Regions from separate parts of the Macaca mulatta genome. Here region 1 is linked to region 2. A link is a contact called in public Hi-C data. All regions are on one chromosome and are shown on one strand. Each heading gives the region's core, a stretch centred on a gene start, on an enhancer-like site or on the middle of the called end of the contact. The rest is flanking DNA. Distances are from core to core; before and after follow the strand shown. Region 1 overlaps BZW2 (basic leucine zipper and W2 domains 2). Region 2 has its middle 37 kb from the start of AGR3.

Region 1 (3,588 bases), core at 677-3,176, 210 kb before region 2:
AATAACCTAAAATTAGTTAGGTCTGTGGCAAGTATGACCTGGCCCCAGGGAACACAGGAAGGGTGAGTGTCAACATCAATTTTAATTCTGCCTTAGTTATTTTTGGAAATGAAATTGGGAAACTTTTTTAAAAGTGGAAACCTAAAATACATCACTGAACTAACATTTTAAATACCATTTTCTAGGTAATTTTGTAATTTTCCACAAAATGATATATATAGTCTGTTTTCCTAAGTGAAATAATTCCATGTTTTCTCTTGAGAACATGGAATCCCTGAGGAATGATTGTTCCATACCACATTAAGAGCATTACTGTGTTAACTATGTTTACCGTCTTGTCTCTTTTTTGCCAGATTTTTACTTTCACCTTATTTTGTCCACCAAACACTTGTGCACCAGGAGACATGTATTTGATTTGTTTCTGTAAAGATCTGATGCTCTCATTCTGTGTTTTATATGCCTAGAAAGACTTAATAAACAGTGAGTGTTAAAGCACTCTTTTCCTAATATGCCTAAGAATTACCCAGAGAGCTTGGTATAAAACACAGCTCCCCCAGAGATTCTGATTCAGTAGGGCCAGGATTGGGCCTGAGAATTTTCATTTTAGCAAGTTTCCAAAGTGATGCTCTGACTGTTGTACCAGGACCACTGGTGTAAAGTATATAGAATTCAAGAAGCAACAGATGCTATGAACTCCAGTAACATGTTCAAGATTATACTTACCTTTGATTTCATGTACATATCCACATCTTACAAATATGGAATAGTGTCTTCTCTGCTGCTTTTACCAAGTTTCTGTGGATTCCTTTAGTTTGTCATAAGGAACATAGTTTTTAAAATGTGGTTTTTAAAATGTAATGGAAACCGTTGCTCCTTTTTAATTCTCATTTTTATCTCTCTCTTACACACACAGCACACACAAACACATACATGGACATACACACACACAGCTCCCCTTTCCCAACATGTCCAGAACTTGAGGATAACAGAAACTTGGGCATATGATTAGCCATGGCAAATCCAATTACTTAATTGAATATCATTATTGAAAGATTTATGAATCTTTTATATAAATAACAGTGGAATAAAAGCAAATTAAATAATACTAGTCAGCAAAGAAAAAAGTGGTGATGGGTCATTTTGCAAAGATTCTCTTTCTGTATTAAAATCTAGATTTGTATATTTCAGGCAGTAAGAAAGAGTAAATCCATTGCTAACTTTCAAGCATCACATTATTGACTTTTAAAAATAATTTTCTCTTCTTTTTTTCCCTGAAGATAAGTCCCATAGACTCAGCATGGTCTAAAACATATAAAACTACCTTGTCAAGTACTGTTATTATCTCTGTCATGGGTTTTCTTGTTTGCAGAAGTTTTTTAGGTTAAATTCTATCCTGCATGCAAATTTTTCTAAAAGGAGTTTTTTATTCTAGTTCTAAAAAAGGGTGAGTGCCCTTCTCAGCATATATTCCCAGCATTCTTAGGGTAAATTATTTTTGACTTGTGTCCCTATGTGACATTCCTAATAAAAAAATTCTGAATTTCAAGAGTTTCAAGTGACATAGTTTTAGACTAACTTTCTAAATAACTAACATGATCTAAAATTTAGCAGTTCTCAAGCCACTTTTACAATATTGTCTCTTTGATCCTCATGAATACATTAGAACTCTACAAATTGAGAAATATTTATTTTTTTCTCATCAAGTTAACAAATTTATTCCTTATACATGTGTTGAATAGATACTATAGGGCAGGTGTTTCATTAAATGCTGGAAATGAGATGAACAAAATATAGTGCCTGACTTCCTGAATTTCAGGATGTAGAAGAAAACAAAGAATTACAGTCACCATGTCAATTGCTGAAATAAGCCTCACACAGAGGGTGTCAGAAGGAATAGGACCACAGAGGAAGGGCACCTAACTTGTTAAAGCTAATTTGGAGGGGGAGAAGTGAAGGCTCTCGAGGTGCATGCATCTCACCAAACATTGTGAAGAAGTTGGCCAGATAGAAGGGAAAACATATATGCCAGTCTCTATGTGCCATCATACAATGTCTTCCTTTCTTACTGTCTTTTACTGTTATTCTGTATTCCTAAGAGGCATTTGTGGAATATCCCACCAAACATGATTTCTCAGTTTTAATTAACTCTTTTCCCCACTTTATCCTTAGTGAGGGAAAAAATTGTCTGATTCTTTATCCCTCAAGGAGTTCTTTCCTTTTCAGACCTTTCCTTTCACTAAATAGAAGTTGAATTTCTTCTTACACTCTTTGATGTTAATGCTTTGCCTCTGTGGTGTTCCATGTAGATACTTCAGTAGCTTTTAGTTAATAATTCTCCGGTGCTAGAAGTTTGATCTTTCAGCAAGTAGTTATTACCAAACTGGGTTCTTCTAAGAACTCAACATTACACCATTAATATGTAGACTCCTCTTATTTTAAATTCTCCTTCCTATTCTTAACATTAAATATTCTCAATTAATGGCAATTTAAGAATATCAAGGTACAAGATTTGCAGTAAACAATGCATTTGATAGGTTTTGCCTGTCATTTAGTGTGCTTTTCACAAGCACTGACGTCGACAAGCATTTCAGTAGTTGCATGGTCTCTTTCAGCCTCTGTGGGGCAATAAAACACAGGAATGAGCTCTCAACCTTCAAAAGGAAAGCTCAGACAAATAGTATCACTAAACTGCAGTCTACATCAGCTTTCCAACCTGTACTTTGTATCATCCTCAGTTCAGTAAGGTGTGGAGAAAAAAATCAATTCTCCTTTCCATGTTTGTCACAGTTTAAAATTATATTGTTTGTTTAGAACATTAATAACGATAGTTCAGTAGTGCATGAATATAATTTATAAACTCAAAAATATACATACGTTGGGTGTATATGCCCAAAATTATTCTACAGACAGGAAGACATGATCCAGTTTGATAATTACGGATCTAATCACAAGCATCTTAAAGACAAATTACAAATTACATAAAAGGGACTTTTAAAATCTCTGTTAATGTTCTTTAAAAGTCTCTGCAAGGCAGTCTTGCATAATAACAGGTCAATTCCTTGGGACACAACTGCCTGCTCCTCAACTCTATGACAGTTAGGCTCTGATGGCTAGTAGAAATTTCTTTTATCTCAGTGGAGAGCTGGAAACAAAGAGCTAAAATAATTAGAAGCTAAGAGTAATTCTATAGGACCCCTGATTGTAACTCTTACATCCAGTCTCTATAAGTAAATTCAGACTTCTTGCTTCGTTTGCAAAATGTAGTGTTTTTAGTGATAATAATAAACAAGTTTTTTTAAAAAAAACCAACTTTTATTTTCATAAACAAATCTTGTTCATTTTAGTCAGGTCAGTCTCTTCAATTTAATCCAAGAACATTTTCCAAGAGCCAATAATTCTTTAAAAATAAAAAGCCAGTGTTTTTGTTATGAAAATATCAGTGATGTTTTAAATGAAAACAGTATTAAACTGTTTCTGTCATTTTCATAAGTTGAAATTACATTTTAACTGAAAATATATCATTCGAGTAATTTATTAACATTATATGGCTTTATCAGTATTTGTACTGAATTGAGCACATCTCAGGGA
Region 2 (3,490 bases), core at 615-3,114:
TAACCAGCCCCTCTTTATCCTCCGCCTCCCCAGTTCCTTTCCCAGATTCTGGTAACCATCATTCTACCCTCTGCTTCTATGAGATCAGCTCTTTTAGCTGTCTCATACGAATGAGAACATATAATATTTGTTTGCCTTTCTGTGCCTGGCTTATTTTGCTTAATAAAGTGTCCTTCAGTTCCATCCATGTTTCTACAAATAACAGGATTTTATTTATCGCTTGATAGTAGATTTCTCCAAGTCCAAGCTTCTTTAAGTTTATAGATGAAAGACTGTAGAAAACTAAGGTTTCTTGTAAAAATGACAACGAGAAAAAATATAGTATTTCTTTTAATCTTCAATTTCTTCTTCCTAATATTTTAGGATGACAGATTCCCTGCCATTGTGTATATGTGGCTCAATACCCTGCATCTAGATCCGTGATGGTAAATATGCTACGTGAGTGCAATCACTCCTCTGTTTTATAACCGTGCAGACGTTACTCCCTGATCACAGCCTCTGTTGGTGTCAGATGTCAGGGAGGAGCCCTCTGGCTCTGAGCACTGTGTGGATCATCAAGAGACCTGGTGTGCTTAGGCTTGCTTGGCTACTTTGAAGTGTTCATTGGCTTGGAGCTATTTATGTTAGCATTTTAAGCATTCTATAATCACCAGAAGATATTTTTGAGGTACAACAATTCTGAAAGTCCCTATTTTAAGATTCTGATTGTTAGGGGGTTAAATTATTGAGGAAGAAGATCTGTGAAAAGTATTATAAAGTATTTAACCTATGTAGACTTTGGTGAATATTATTTGACCTGAAATTAAGATGCTCCCTCTATTATTCCCAAGATGCTGGTGTGTGTCATGAAGGAGATAAAAATCATAAGGGCCTGCATACCACAGTGGTTTCAGTCTTCAATATGTTACTTCAACAATTTCCAGGAAGCCGTAACTACTTACTGTGGGAAATTATAGAACTGGTTAAAGCATTGTCACAAAATGTGTGATGTAACATACACCCTACCCTGCAGGCACAAAATGGTCCAGAACCTGTTCCGCAACACTAGAACCTTAGTATCTTCATGAATAGAAAGTGTTTAGATGGGCTGTCAGTGCTGATTGTGAAGCCAGGAGAGTTGCTTACCCCAGGGTTTACTGAAAGTGATGTGGAATGCATGGTTGTTTATTGTGGTCTAGATGTGGAATGTACTGGCAGATGCAAAGGTTTTCTACTATTTGCATGAGGACAGTGAGACGCAGAACTTTCACAACAAGTCAGGCAAAGCAAATTTATTATTCACTGATAGACAGCAAAAACATAGTCTAGGATCCATGGAGAGCTGGTTCCCCAGGGCTCAGGAAAGCTCTCCAGTGTGAATAGTCTTGTCCGTGCATGTCCCATATTGTACTGCAGTCAAGGGACCCCCAAAGCACATCATCTTGTATTTTGCACCTTGGGTATCACTTGCTCCCTGGGCTCAAGTATTGCAGAATATCCTCTTCTAGAGGTTCATAGCTCTGGCTATTCTAGCCTGTTTCTTTTTTTCTTATGGTAATGCACTCTGAACAAATTCTACAGTTCTGAGAACTACAAGTTGCAGAGGGGAGAGCTGGGTCGAAAAAGGCCATCCGAGGACCTGCCCTCCTACAGCAGGGACATTTGTATCCAAAGATTGCTCCCTATAGGGGAGCAGCAACTTGGGAGAAAAGACCTAATACTTAAGGGCCAAGGAAGGAGTTGCAAGTGATCACTCAGCATGGAGAAGCATCTGCCCGAGTCAAGGGAAGTTTACGAGAGAAATCCCCAGTGTGCATCTCTGTGAAGAACCCACAATGGTATTTCTACAAGTGAGTCATCCTTACTTCTGCCAGACCCAGAGAGTTGCAAGCTGTCTTTGGTACCATTTCAGGCAAGATATTTCTCATCCAGTTTCAATACTTTGCTCTTTCTCATTTTGTACCCCGCCCTTCACTCCATTCAGGAAGAAGAAGAAACTAGCTAGGAAACAGGGAAGGAGATAGGAGGGAGAAAAGTACAAGTGGGAGAAATACAAAATAATCCATCTGTGCCTCTTTCTCCTATTGTAGGTTTAGCCTGAAGCCAGCCTGAGCCAAGAAAAGGGAGAAGGTTTTGCTGTTTAATCAAAGTAGGAGTTTTGATTTATATTTTGTACTGAAAGTTTTATTTTTTGAAATTAGTCTGTTGGCCACTTCCAATGTATGTAGAACTGTGTTACCTAAGAATGAGCAGAAAAAGCATGGGACATGCTCTTAATCCAGGGGCCAAGAAAGATTACTCCCACTGGATATATTTTAAAAGGCGTCAGGAGGCAAAAAATAAAGCTGTGTTTTGCATACAACATGACATATGCTTAGTCAACACACCAGAAATAGTATCAAAGGGAAGAACACTGATGGGCCGTGGTGCTAGGAGTTGGGCGGAGGGCAGCGCAGTGTGAAGAATGAATAAATTGGAAGCGATGCTTTTGTATGTTGGGGCCTCTTGGGGTTGCTTTTGTCCTTATGTTCCCTCCCATGTGACCTGTGGGATCTGCCATGCTTAGGAGCTTAGGAAGGCCTCTCTGCCGCAGGGATGCCTGAGAGAGCTCTCTCTAAGCTTGGGTCTGTCCTGATTTGCTGTTGAAAAGGTGAAATGACAAGGGCTAATGTTCAGATGTGGCTTCCAGTAGAGGGACTCTGGTTTTTGTGTTATGCCAGAAAAACAACATGGTCTAGTCCAGTCCATGAGGGTTGATCCTAAGTGCCCGGGAATAAAGTCTTATTGAATTTATTAAAACCACCGTCATGTGCTTCAAGTGTTCCTTCTTCTCCTGAGGGTGATGGCATCAAATGACTGAATGAGAAAATGGAGCAATGGGTTCTGACCAGTCCTCAGTTTATCTTTACTTGTGAGATGGCTAACAATTTTTTTTTTTTTTTTTTTTTAGAGAGAAGAAAAAACTCTCATATAGCGTTCAATTTGTTAAAAACAGATAACCTTTACAGATCCTTACGTAGGATGTGCCTGTCAGAAAGATTTAGAATACTTACGCTGTGCTCTACTTCCTTTTTCTTCAACTTTTGCATTATTATCAAACTGTTTACTCAGAATAGTGTCATAACAGAAAATGACTATCTGATCGTGGAAAGGTCAAATTTCAAGTATGCAAATAACCTATTTCTTTCTCCCTTCTTTGCTGCTGGAGTTTAGCTTCCTTTTGTTTCACACAGTAAATGGAGTTGGCGTGATTTCTGTGTTTCAGGGTGCCTTTCATTCTGAATGTTGTGCAAAGTCTTTGTCCTACACAGTTTGACTCAATGGAATATCACCTTACACTCTTAACTTTTCCCAAACAGAAATAAGGTCAAACTTGTTTTAAGCTTTGACTGAATTCTGAATACAACTGGCACTTAGGAGTTAAATGAACTTAGCTCTCTGAATGGTTTGAGTGAGGGCCACCTGCATGTTCAGTGGTTTCAGGTTATCTGCCTCAATAGTCATCTTGTAA

Evidence for each region. A called contact is a pair of places that touch in the nucleus more often than the background predicts.
Region 1: a Hi-C map of cortical neurons shows a contact between it and region 2, with 6 times the contacts expected there. The contact joins two enhancer-like sites. A contact is called at or near these places in 5 of 14 Hi-C or Micro-C datasets (cortical neurons, fetal cortex germinal zone, fetal cortical plate and 2 more).

Annotation. Positions count from the first base shown.
Region 1 is chr3:111,565,174-111,568,761 of T2T-MMU8v2.0, reverse strand. All of the region lies in intron 10 of BZW2 (basic leucine zipper and W2 domains 2), which reads left to right. Among named protein-coding and RNA genes, the nearest start is that of TSPAN13, 52 kb to the right of the region's middle. Within about 2 kb of position 1,926, at least 6 of the 40 cell types and tissues checked have an H3K27ac peak or open chromatin away from gene starts, as enhancers often do. A contact at or near this core is called in cortical neurons, where this site is marked.
Region 2 is chr3:111,355,320-111,358,809 of T2T-MMU8v2.0, reverse strand. No RefSeq gene overlaps it. Among named protein-coding and RNA genes, the nearest start is that of AGR3, 37 kb to the left of the region's middle. Within about 2 kb of position 1,864, at least 7 of the 40 cell types and tissues checked have an H3K27ac peak or open chromatin away from gene starts, as enhancers often do. A contact at or near this core is called in cortical neurons, where this site is marked.